Regions from separate parts of the Drosophila melanogaster genome. Here region 2 is linked to region 1. A link is a contact called in public Hi-C data. All regions are on one chromosome and are shown on one strand. The core of a region is the stretch at or near the end of the contact, and the rest is flanking DNA. Distances in the headings are between cores, read along the strand shown.

Region 1 (6,352 bases), core at 2,611-5,110:
AAAACTGCCACTGGCAAAGTGCAACAAAAAGTGCCGAAATCAACAAGTGCGTGCGCTTGATAAAAGTGGGTGATACGACGAAACATATGTATGTATATGTACTTATAAACGATGCACATATTGTATATATATGTATGTATGGTGCATTGGATGGTTTTTTGGTGACCCACTCGATGATGATAGGGCATGTGTGCAAGACAATATTTTTCTGGGCTTTATCAAGCGAAAGAACGACAAGGCAAACACACAACACACAAATCCACAATCGCCAAACATGTGTAACGCTCCCATTTGTTTTTATTCCACTGATAAACACATAGTAGTGTCTGATTAAATCAACCGTTTGTCGGTTCTCGTCGAAATGGAAAAGGAAATGACTAAATGCTATATCATATAATAAATCGTCTGTTTGAAATATCACACATTTTAATACAAACCTTTCGTAGAGCTCCGCCAATCTTAAGATTTGTATGCAAATTTTTGGGTTTATTTTGTTTTTGTTTCTCGTTCACAAAAGTATAACAATTGTGGGAAAAATCTAATCGATAAAGATCTCATTGAATCATATCAATATTGCGTGTATATTGGTTCAAAAGGCACTTCACTTCGCGGTTTTTATTCGAAAAAAAAGGGTTTCTTTTCGCACACTGCTTTCAAAAGAACATAAACAAAAAATCCCGCGTCACGGCCCAAAATCGATTGGGTTGTGAGGAGTATATATAGCAATCATTATAACAATATATCCTCTTGAAAGAAATCAAATATCATCGTGTGATATCGTTTTCCCGCAAAATTGAACGCATGTTTTCGAGACAAATTTTCGAAAAGATCTAACGGAAACCGAGACACAACCATCAGCGCGCGGTGTCGGTTGAAAAATTTCAAAAAAATGGGCTGCCGCTGTTCATTATATAGGCTCTGCCGGCGCCGCTGCCTCTCTCTCGCGACGACGACGGCGACGTCGCTGTTAAAACTCTCGCGCCATGTTAACCAGCTGTTAGGGATTATGTTAGGCATTTGAGCGGTTTTTTAAATTATAAAATATGAAATCTTACAATTAATATATATTCAGTAATTCTTTTAACTTATTTGCTGTATAGATACTAATACTTTAATGAATTATTTCTTTTTTTTTGCAGAAATTCAAATGCACTAGGAAATTTGATAAGGAAATATATTAACTTCTATAAAGCACTGCATAAATAATGAATAAAGCGGGTAAGCTCTAAATATATATTCAATTAATCTAGTTTAAGCCAGTGTCTACATTTTGCATATATTTTTATTTTGAGATTAAAATTTTAAATTTGGCGGCACAATCTTTTAACAAAAATGTAACATTGAGAGGCATTTTTAACGGGTATGTTGATTACAGTAACAGTGCCAAGAGCGTAGAGAAAACAATTAAGTGGGGTACAATTCTTAATAACAAAAAAAAAACATTCACTTTTAGACAATGGATGATAAAGGACTATTGTTGTATGTGAGACATTATTATTATTTTTTTTATGGTGAAATGGGTTTTAGAACCACGTCTCTGTTATTAAAGCCATGTTAACATTAACAGCGCTCTCCGATTAAGTGCTGACACAATCTGCCTGCTGTAACACGTGCGTTGCAGCATATCAAACGCTAACTAATACGACATGCCGTCTGGCACGTCGATCCAATCGTGCTCATCTACATCTTCCTCCTGACCTGACCTTGCGGCTGCTGAGGAGGATGCCTCTCGAGAATTCTCCACACTCTCAGCACCCTCGGCACCCTGGGCATTTGTTGCTTCACAGAGCGTGGTCAGGTCATTGATGGATTGCTGATTATCCATCCCAATGTCGTCACTTTCGTCCAGGACAGGTGATTCATCGTCGGATTTCGCCAATAAACGTAGTCCTCGCAAAGTGCGCTTACTTTTGGGATCTTGACTGAAATTTTGCGTATAGATCATATACGTTATAAGCTGCTTCCACGACCAGACCCGACCACCCAACTTACCGCAATGCCTTGTAATAGTATTCCATCGCCTTGACGGGTTCCTTTTGCTTTCGCATTATATCGCCGAGATGGTTGAGCAGATTCACCTTCGGGAAGATAATAACGTGTTTCTCGAGCAGTTTTATGATGGCCTTGGTCGGACCTTCGACTTGACAGATATCGGCAATTAGATTCACCGCCGGCGTGTAGATATGATTGATTTTCAGTGACTTTTCGGCAAACTTCCGCGCAGTCCTTCTCATCCTTGGATCCGGGAAAAGAAAGAGCGTGCGACCAAACATCTGTCGATAAAAGCGAAGCCACATACATATGTATAAAACCATGTAAATGGAAGCATTATATAGCACGTACCGTGAAGCTCCTTGGCGAATTTTGAAAGAGGCGTATCGTCCAGTTGCACAAGGCATTGGCCTCCTTGAATCGCTTCTGAGCCAAATAGCTGTGGAAGAGTCCCCTGTAGATCTCGAAACGATACGGTGCCACCATTTGTGCTGTGCGAAAGGCACACACCGCCTGCGTGTGCCGCTCCAGCGCGATTAACAGACGTCCGCGCAGGATTAGGGCTTCATGGTTACGCGGCTCCGAATCCAGGCATTTTTCTACGAAATTCAAGCCCCGCTCGAATTTTCCCTCATCGTACAACAGCTGGGCATGCGCAAACCAATGGCTGGCCGTGTATTTCACTTCGGAGGACACCTTTGCGAATAGGTAATCCATATCCGCACTGTCCTGCTCACAACCGCCCTCCTGACCACATAGCACCGCCATCAGTCCGATCGCCTCGACGTTGTCCGGATTGGCACACAGCGTCGACGAGAAGATATCCTCCGCTTGAAAGTAATCGCCGTTGTAGTAGAGGCACTTGCCCAGTGCCATCATTAGGTGCTCATTGCATCGCAACGTGGTGTTGTCATGCAGCATGAGGAAGGTCTGCGATGCGTCCGAGTGCTTGAAGTTGAACATTTGGGCGAGAGCCTTGATCCACTTGCTCAGCCAGTCAAAGTGATCGGGCACCGTGGCAGCTAGTTGATAAGGCGAAGATATGAATGGATTACACAGCCTTTGAAAAGCTTTTCATGAAATCAGGAACATATAGGGTGCAAACTACAGGAATCACTTTGAATGATCTAATGGAAAAAGTATGATTTATGTACATATGTACATATATATATATGTAGCTACCGTGCATCACCAGCGAGTTAATCTCATTGCCATTGACTCCCAGTTCCAAAAGCGCCTCGATCACCTGCAGCGCCATTGGGCACTCGCGGATCACTTCCTTGTAGGCGAGCACGGCCTCCGATTTTTTGGTGGTTCCATGTCTGCTGCCATGATGCTGCAGTCTGGCCAGCATCAGATTGATTCTCGGCGATCGCAATGTTGGTGGCACCTGAAGCAATGTCTCTATGGCCATGTCGGTATTCCCAATTTGACGATAACACTCGGCAGCACGGCGACGCTGCTCCGCGTCTCCGAATTCCGGATAGGAACTTTCGATGGCCACCAAGACGGCATTCTTGTGGCGCATCATTAGTCGCCGCTTATGGATGATCTCGTCGAAATGCCTTAGAGCTGCGCGATAATTTCGTTCCTTGTAGTTTGCATTGAGCAGATAGAGCAGCACCTGGTATTCCACATCCAGTGTGGCCACATAGCGATCATTCTTAAGCACGGTTCTCAGCAGATCCGCCTGCCAAATTGTAGGCAATGGAGCGCATTACAACCATGTGGGAATTATATTAGATATTATTGAATATTACCGCTGGAATAACGCACTCGTAAAGCTTGTGATCGTAAAGCTTTTTAGCATTCGCGAATAGCGCGATCTCCATCTTTTCCACGACTATCAAAAATGATGCCATACAGAGTGCCACCTGCTTTCCAATTTCCAGATGCTTTCCAATTTAAAAAATCGTGATTTTGCGATATCGATTCGAAATTTAAATAGTGACCAAAAAGGTTACCCCATCAAATTTCGTAACATTTACAATACACAGAGTTACACCATTGATTTTTGCATTTATTTTATTTGAGATTTACGACGACGGTCTTAAACTAAAACGCTAAGTAATGCCAAAAAGAGTTTTGCAACTTCAATTGTGTATTATTAAGTATCGCTCTAGGTAGCAAATGTTAATGGTATAAATTGTCTTAATTCATAGGCATTCATTTATATTTATTTATGTGAAGAATATGTATATGTATTATAAACCATTTTCTATTAACTGGAAGCTGTAATATTCAACCCGAGTTATTTACAACGCTTGCCCGTCGCCTTTCGCAATTTTTGGGGGCTGCGACAATACTTTTCATGCATTTTTTTTTCTTCTTTTTTTTTTTAATGCGAACGCAAAGAAATATATATATATTTATTATATCGTTTGGATTAGGACTTAGACTATACAATGGGCATACTTCTTGCACTCTATACAACTTTAAATCTTATAAAGGGTAGGGGGAGTGGGGGGTATTACAAACTGAAACAAATACACGTGCTACTCTAACGAAAGCAAACTTTGTCCTCTGGCGGCGACTGGCCCTTTTTTTTGTGGTTTTCGAAAAAATACAAAAGTTGAATTATTCGAGGCGAAAGTCCAGAAAAACTTTTAACATTTGTACATGGAACAAAACGCGGGGAATATTACAATATATATTACTTACAAAAAAAAAAAAACTATTTGCTCAACGATCTCCCGATTAAGCGGTTAACCGAAGCTCCAACAATACTACTACATCTTAGCCTAGGTCTATCTGACTGAAAAAACTGGACTTGGCATCCTTGAAAACTTCGGGAACTAGGGGTACTGGACGTATTCGATGATGACTGGAACACAGTGAAAAATTTGCTGAGCTGACCCACACTCTCGTTACGATGTAATACGTATAGTAGTTCGGTTATAACTACGGGTCTGTTTCGATGGAAATGGCAAATAAAAACCTTGAACGAAACGTGGTTGAATATTCAATTCGACCAAGCTATGCTATCATACCATACTTTGAGAGATTCTTAAAGAACACCCGGGTCGATCCTTGATGTGCCTCCTCATTTTCAACGTGGGCTAACTTATTCGAATCTATTATCTAAGACAAACTGCAGATGTTGACGCCGCTGTCACCATTGCCGCTGCTCCTGCTGCAGTTTGCCCTCCAGTTTGTGCCATCCGTTGCTGGGGATGTGGGTGCGATTGCGTTTGCTAGTGCAGGTGCAACTGTAACTTCCTCATCGTCGTCCGCTACCATATCCGATTCCGGTTCCGATTCGGCAACCACTCCCACCAAAGCCCCTACTCAGTTTTCGTTCACCGTGTCCTCCTCGTGCACCGAGGGGTGTGCGCTTTTTTTCGAGGCGCACATGCTGAAGTACTTGGCCTTGACCTCCTCGATAGAATAGTCCACCTCGATGGCGGGATAGCTGGACTTCTGCAAGAATATCGATCATCAATTCGTATGTTAATTATATGAACTTATGCAAAACGTTACGTACATTTTGTGTGAGGTTTTGGCCACGCAACATCTGCCAGTTTTCCAGCTTGTGCGCATACTTCAAATACTTCTCAAAGTTATGCAATGTTTCGTAGACGTGGCACAGACCCAAATAATCGTACTCCAGGCCAGAGTATGAGTTCCCAAACAGACGCAGGCCTGCATGAAATATGCAAATTAATGTGAAATTTAACAACAAATTGTTTTTTTTTTCTATCCATATACACATACTTATATCAATGCTGCGCATGTAAAGCTGTTCGGCATCACGGTATTTCTTCATCTGGTAATTGTACAGCGAGGCCAAATGCCCAATGGACAGGCCAACCTCGTAGTCAAAGTGACCCAGCAGTTCCGACTTAATTTTGATCGCCTTTTTGTGCATTCGTTCCGCCTCTTCGAAACGATTCATCGTTTGGTATAACCGCCCCAGATTTCCATAGTGCTTCGCCGTCTGTACATTCACCTCGCCAAACACTTGCAGCGAGAGAAGCAGGGCGAAATTGTGCAGCTCCTCGGATTGAAGCAGCAGATCCTCCTCATCTATGCCATCAGCCATCTTGTCCAGCGCAATCTCCTCCAGCAGGAGTGCCTTTACGCGCTTCGCCGATGCCAACATTAGATGATTGCTTGGCACCAGATGCTGCATTATATTCACAGCCTTGTCCACGTGATCCTGGGCACAGCTAAAGTCACCGGTGCTGTACTCGTGAACGTAGTAGGCATACGACAAATCCTCATGGGCAATGGCCACGTGAAAGTTCATATTCCCAAAAATACCACGACGCACGGCCAGTGCTTCTTTGTATATATTTACAGACTGGAACACCGAGTCCACGTTGAGTAGGAAAAATCCGTAGTCCAGCAGTGCATCGCC
Region 2 (6,352 bases), core at 1,642-4,141, 57 kb before region 1:
AATAGTATAAGTTATTTACATATATATTTCCATTACTTAAAATGTCTGCGTGGAATGTTGATTTCGGTGTAACTTAGAAACAGTTGATTTGATTAGCTACTTTCTAGCTAGTCGCGCAGCTCGACGGTGAGCGATGGGCGATACGGCAGATGCGATTTGCGAACTGGGCGCTGGGCCTTCGGGTGCGGAACATGGCAAGCGGCATATGTGAATACGTGAGGGAGCACTCGGCATGGCCCAGTCATAATTATCATCGGCTGTGACGCAATTGGGTCTGCGGAATTTGCGCAAATTGCTTGAATAGACACAAAATCGCAGCGGGCAGTGGGTCTACGAGGGGCAAAGATGTTGGGCGGTGGGCGATGGGTAATCAGGGGGCGGGCAGCCGGCTTATGTCAAACACGCAACGTCGCCCACACACACACACACACACACACACACACAAAATACCCACTGACCGCCCACTCTCTCCTCTTTCTAATTTTCTAATTTGGGGTAAATTATACAGCCGGACGATGAGCTGACCGGCGACGATACCTGCCAACCCAAAACTCCTCCGGTTCGAGGCGGTATTGAACCGATTTGCCCATCTAATACGAGTAGCTAATCTAATCACCTGGCCATTGCTCTGGGCAATCGATAACCGGCGGCTGGGATTGCAGGATATGCTACAACAGTCTGAATTGAAAACCACGCATGTGTGATGTGCGCGGGCTGTAAACAAACGTTACAGCTGCCACACGGAAAGAAATTTTGGATATATATTGTATAGATTAGCTAATATGGCATTTTGATATGCGAAAATGGTTTAATGTATTGAGCAGAGGTGAGTCTCGAACTCGAACTCGAACTTCCTATTTATTTATAATTTCTTTGGAACTTATCATATCACAGCGATATCGAACTCTTTTCTTTTCTCTCTGTGCACTGGCAGATGCGATTTTGCATAAACAAATGCGAAATGTATTCAGATCTAACATATTTCGGATATAAAAGTGATGTGAAATGCGTAAATGAATGCAGAGAAAGGTGGCGAATTTTTCTCGCTGTGCACCGTGGGCTTCAATGTAACTGTAAATGGGCACGTGAATGGCGTGTGAAAGTGCAATAAACGAACGCTACAACAATCATGCCATCTCGCTTGCCGTTCGTGCGGCGAAATATAAATTGCAATGACGTAGATGGAGCCGCTGCCGGCGGCTGACGTCGTTTAACGGCGTTTGACGCAGACGAGGGGACGAAGCGGCGTGCGTGGGTGGGGTGGGTGGTTGGTTGTTTGGTTTACAACCAGTCGGGCGATACTATAAGGATACGGGAGGGCAAAGGACACAGGACACCAAGTGGGGAAACGAAATGAGGAACCTACCCCATTTTGGTCATGCACTGCAACTCCTTCATTATCCTATCCGGATGACTGGTTGGTATGTGATGCTTGATGGCGAACTTGCGACGCAGACTGTCCGGCAGATGCGATTCCCGGCGCAGTGTGCCCAGCAGCACCGTGCTAAAGGTTCCGTTGCCAATCCGGCTGTGAACATCGAACAGCTTGCCAATGTCCGGGATTCGTGTGAGGAGATCATTGATGGCTTCTGCAGCAAAATACAACCAATTAAATTCATCTGTATGCACTAACAAGTTGGATCAGCAACTGAACTTACCTTCGCTTTTGTTGCGTGCCTGTTTGGTTGTACGCGGCGTGGCGGGCAGACCCATGACTGCAGCTCCATTGAATTCCACTGTCTGCTCCTCGGTGGCGCCCGCAGTGGCGAATGCTCTGCCCGAATGCCTGCCCGCGCTTCCAGTTGCCGGAGTGCCGGTGGCATATTGCTGAACGGTCTGGCGCGGCAGCCTTTGGGTTTGCCTTGGCGCCGCACGCCAGGATCCGCCACCATTGGCGTACACCACATTGGTGCTGGGCACTCCCGTTTTGGGGCGACGATAGTGACTGCCTGGTGTGGCCAACTCCTGGCACATAACTCGATCGGCCATTGTTCCTCAGGAGCACAATCTTCTTGGGCATCGGCGTATTGATGGTGCTTGTGGTGGTTTTATGGCGGTTTTTACAGAAAAAAAAAGTGCCTAAAAAGAGCAAATTTTGACACGGAATTTTTTTTATTAAAAAATTTCTGTTCTCGGCCAGGCCAAAGTGTAAAGCAAAGTGTTTCCGAACGGTTGAACAGTTTTGACATTTGCCGTATGGACGAGCGGCAGCAGTAACTGAGATGACAACTCCTCTACTCACTTGGATAGTTTTTGTTTCCAATCCGGAGTCCTGCTGCGCCGCCCTTTTAATCCCGGAACTCTGGCTGTGGCGCAGCGTCCGTTGGTTGTATGTGGATACCCTGGATGGAGCACATGAACAACTCTGGTCACTGGTCGTATTGTCTGAATCGTGTGTTCTGGTCGGCGTTCCGCGGGAGCTGAGGTGCTATCAAACCATCGATGGCGCTACTGATAATATCGATGGTTCAGTTCCAGCCGGTTCGATGCCATCGATGGTTTTTTCGAGATTATGGATCAGTGTGCTCGCCGTCCGCCGGGGATGTAATACCAAAATTGCTTGTGTGCTGCCTCCAACTGGTCACCCTGGTTTGGCGGGAAAATCGCTTTTCCGGCGGAAGTAGAAGTTTATAACAAAAATCATATCAATTAATAATGGATCATGATTTACTAGTCATCTGCCCATTCTTGGATTCAAATATCACGTATTTCTAATTTGACATTAGTAAGCTCTAAAACAAAACAACCCTTTGTCGTAGTAATATATACATTTAATAATTAAATGTAACATTTTGTGCACCAAAGCTGGCACTTGATATACTGAAAATACCGTGAAATAGTATTTTTCGCAGTGTGCTCCGTGCTCGCCACGCGTTAATCGTTTTTTAGTACATTCACCACGGGCGCCGGCGTCATTGAATTGCTCGAAATTTCTGCGAACCTACAAAATTAATCAACTGTTATTCAGACAAAACAAAATGTCATTGGAACAGGTAAGTCCGAGTTGTTGAAAAACGAGCCATCAGTGAAATAACCCCACACCCATCGAATAACACAGCTGAAAAGCGATGTGGCCGAGCTGGCGGCCTTCCTGCAGCAGGCGAAAGGTGCCCGCGTAAAAGACGTGCTGACCACCGCTAAAGCGGAGGCGGAACGGGAGATTGTCAATCTGGAGTTGAAGGCCAAAATTGCGGCAGAGCGACAGGCCACCGGGTCGAGCGAAGCCAAGAGGTGAGCAAATCCATGAGGTCCAAGAAACCCAACACCCAATCGACCGAAACACAAAATCTCTTCGGGATTAGTCCATATCCCAAATGTAGTTCCACATCTTTCTACATCACTATATATGGGCAGAGATTTCTTAAACCATGCAAGCCCCACTAATGAATCCCCATTTCGATCGCCCAGATATCTGCACGAGCTGACCGACTACGGCTGGGACCAGAGCGCCAAGTTCGTGAAGCTCTTCATCACCTTGAACGGAGTGCAGGGCTGCACGGAGGAGAATGTGACAGTCACCTACACACCTAACTCGTTGCAGCTCCATGTGCGCGATCTTCAGGGCAAGGACTTTGGGCTGACCGTAAACAATCTGCTGCACAGTATCGATGTGGAGAAGAGCTACCGAAAGATCAAGACCGACATGGTGGCCATCTATCTGCAGAAGGTTGAGGACAAGCACTGGGATGTGCTCACCGCTATCCAGAAGCGTTTGAAGCAAAAGAAGGACAGCGAATTGTCCAAAGATGGCGACAATCCCGAATCGGCGCTTGTTAACATCATGAAGAAGATGTACAACGACGGTGACTCCAAGACGAAGCAGATGATCGCCAAAGCTTGGACCGAGAGTCAGGATAAGGCGAAGCTTGGCAAGGAGACGGGCGGCGGATTGGATTCTTTCGACGATCTTTAGATATGATAATAACCACACCCATTCGCGAATTAGCTAACTACCTAAGGCACTGCTTCGATTCCAGCACAATTTGTATATGTGGATAAATAAACTCCCAGCTAGGGCATTAAGTTAAAACGAGTGGTGTTTGTTCTTTTTTTTTTTTTTTTTTTTTTTTTTTTTTTGGCTTTTTATATATATATTTGTATATAGGCTTTTATTTAATTAATTAAATTCTTGTGATTAAAATCAATTATGCTGCTCGTCGCTTAGAGTACACCCTTGCGGTCTAATCTATTCCATTTGTAATAGTTAGTTTGCTTTCGAAATGAATTGATAATTACACTTTAGCTGTATTTAAAATACACTTTATATGTTCTGCGATATATATCCAAGTACACATATATAATATATATATATTATATGTGATGCGATGCTCATCATGGCCAGCGCTCGAGAACCCGTGGTGCACTTCATCTTGTTTTTTGCTCGATTTCTTATCAACCTTTTGGCATGCAAATCGGGCAATTGCTTAATTTTCTATAATTAAGTTTACACCACGGGTCAGGTGTGTGTGTGTGTGTGTGTTGTGGTGTGTGTGTATGTCTGTCTGTTTGTATTGGAACAATTTAATTGTTAAACAATTAATGATTAATTATTTTGGTTGCGATCTTTCTCGCCGCTTCGAGTTTACATATACATAAATTGGTATCATTTGGTGTACAATAAAAAGCTGAAAAACGCAACTTAAATTCAAAATACAAATTATAATGATAAGAAAAGAATACAAAATGAAACTGATACAAGATATCGACAGACTGAACATTAAGGCCGATTTTACGAGTACATAAGAACTATACAACATGTGGGCAATTGGACAAACACAATTTACAATCTATATATGATGTATGTAATTTATATGCATAGGTACGATGTACTAAACTATATGTTAACATTGCTAAATCTAAAGAAACAAAAAAAAAAAAAAGAATGAAATCATACAATAAATGTTTAATAGTTGTAGTTATTTAAGGTTTCTGAAACTGATGCCACGGTTCGTTCGTTTGCAATGTAACAATTTCCTTCCGTTCTCTCTAAAAGCTATGGTTTCTCAGTTATTTTTGTTTTTTTTTTTTGTGACCGTTTTTCTTGTTTTGTGTTTTTTGTATATATTTTGTATATTTTGAATGCTCGTGGTGAATACAGTGCGTTTTAGAGCTGTACTCGCTGTACATCGCTTCCATTATAATTGATTTAATTTATCGTGTATTTAAATTCGAACTAAACATCCTATAATTTCACTACACCCCCGAAACGCACTGTATAATTTTAGTGGTGTGTGTGTGTGTGTTTTTTTTTTGCTGGTGGTGCATTTTTGTGGGTTTGAAGAGCGTGATTTTGGAGTTCCCAGACCAAGGAGCACCCACTTCTTGGAGTTGTTTATTTTTTTTTTATATGCGGGCGGTCGCTTCATTTTCTAGCTATGCTTGCTATATCCCTAACCGATCTCTTCTCCTTTCCTTGTATATATATATATATATATAGTATACATATATATATAGAGCTATACTGTAAAAGTCGAGTTGTCTAAAAGCTATTCATCTTTCCAGATCCCACGATCTCCGCCGGTTCCTCTGTTCAAGCGTACAAAAATAAACGTATTCTCTGCATCGCTACAAATCGAATCTGAAGAATTTTGTTGGCTTTACTTTAAAAATTTCTAGAAAACTAGGTATGCGTCCTCTATGTGTTTGCGATCGTATGTGTGTGTGTGTGTGTGTTTTATTTATGCATTTAAATATATTCGATATTGCAGTGTAGATTTAAAATTCCTGTTCTAGGCCTAGACAAAAAATTGATTTAAAATTTTTACTCGAGTCTCAAATTTGGATTGTATATATGGTTGATTCATTTACCCTAGATCAGCGCAGATCGAAGCTTATTGGGGGGTATCCTAGAATACGTACGTAACGACGTTTATACGCTAGCTTTAAATACAAATCAAATGCTTACTTTTGGTTAAGAAAATGCTGTTACTCTAAAACGTCGCAGAAAAAAAAAACAAAATAATAACTGCCTTACTTCGAAATGCATATAAAGTTGTAGGAAACTGGAAATTGCGTATTTAACGTAGTATATTGATTGGTTATAGGGAAAGAGAGTTGAGAGCTTATATAACGACGATTACAGGGGTTCAATACAGTTGTGAAGAAGTAGAAGTACTGTTTATTAAGGGGAGGATATGCTTAGGCGTATCTGGCTGCTAGGGATTCTGCCCTGTCTGTCCTTGAGGCAGTTTCAGTTTTGCTTTCTTTCTAACTTTACTCGACATCTAACGATTCTGATTCTGATTTTGGGTATACTATTAGCTATGGCTTTCCCCTGGATTACAATTTGGAGTGGGGTCACCTCCGATTCTTTGTCTTTTGTAATGGTTTCCTTTCCTTTATGGTTCTCCAG

What was found. Hi-C and Micro-C count contacts between places; a contact is called where the count stands out from the background.
Region 2: a Hi-C map of the Kc167 cell line shows a contact between it and region 1, with 4 times the contacts expected there. The contact joins the promoter of CG3226 here to the promoter of APC7 in region 1. A contact is called at or near these places in 1 of 1 datasets of contacts at CTCF or cohesin (the Kc167 cell line), 63 of 107 Hi-C or Micro-C datasets (the D17-c3 cell line, the Kc167 cell line, the ML-DmBG3-c2 cell line and 26 more) and 6 of 6 datasets of contacts at active chromatin or transcription factors (the Kc167 cell line and the S2 cell line).

What each region holds. Positions count from the first base shown.
Region 1 is chrX:6,594,596-6,600,947 of dm6, reverse strand. APC7 (Anaphase Promoting Complex subunit 7) reads right to left here and starts at 3,860. Exons shown (of 5, transcript NM_132101.4): 1 at 3,753-3,860; 2 at 3,175-3,682; 3 at 2,344-3,014; 4 at 1,993-2,273; 5 at 1,249-1,922. The coding sequence starts at 3,854. The coding sequence ends at 1,637. It overlaps Pat1 (Protein interacting with APP tail-1), which reads right to left. Exons shown (of 8, transcript NM_132100.5): 6 at 5,707-6,352; 7 at 5,477-5,634; 8 at 3,994-5,412. The coding sequence ends at 5,281. pigs (pickled eggs) reads right to left here and starts at 886. Exons shown (of 10, transcript NM_001298020.1): 1 at 438-886.
Region 2 is chrX:6,650,787-6,657,138 of dm6, reverse strand. CG3226 reads left to right here and starts at 2,891. Exons shown (of 3, transcript NM_132104.4): 1 at 2,891-2,993; 2 at 3,059-3,231; 3 at 3,409-4,026. The coding sequence starts at 2,979. The coding sequence ends at 3,913. pigs (pickled eggs) reads right to left here. Exons shown (of 10, transcript NM_001298020.1): 10 at 4,124-6,352. It overlaps Cdc7 (Cdc7 kinase), which reads right to left and starts at 2,598. Exons shown (of 4, transcript NM_167080.2): 1 at 2,243-2,598; 2 at 1,659-2,079; 3 at 1,367-1,589. The coding sequence starts at 1,989.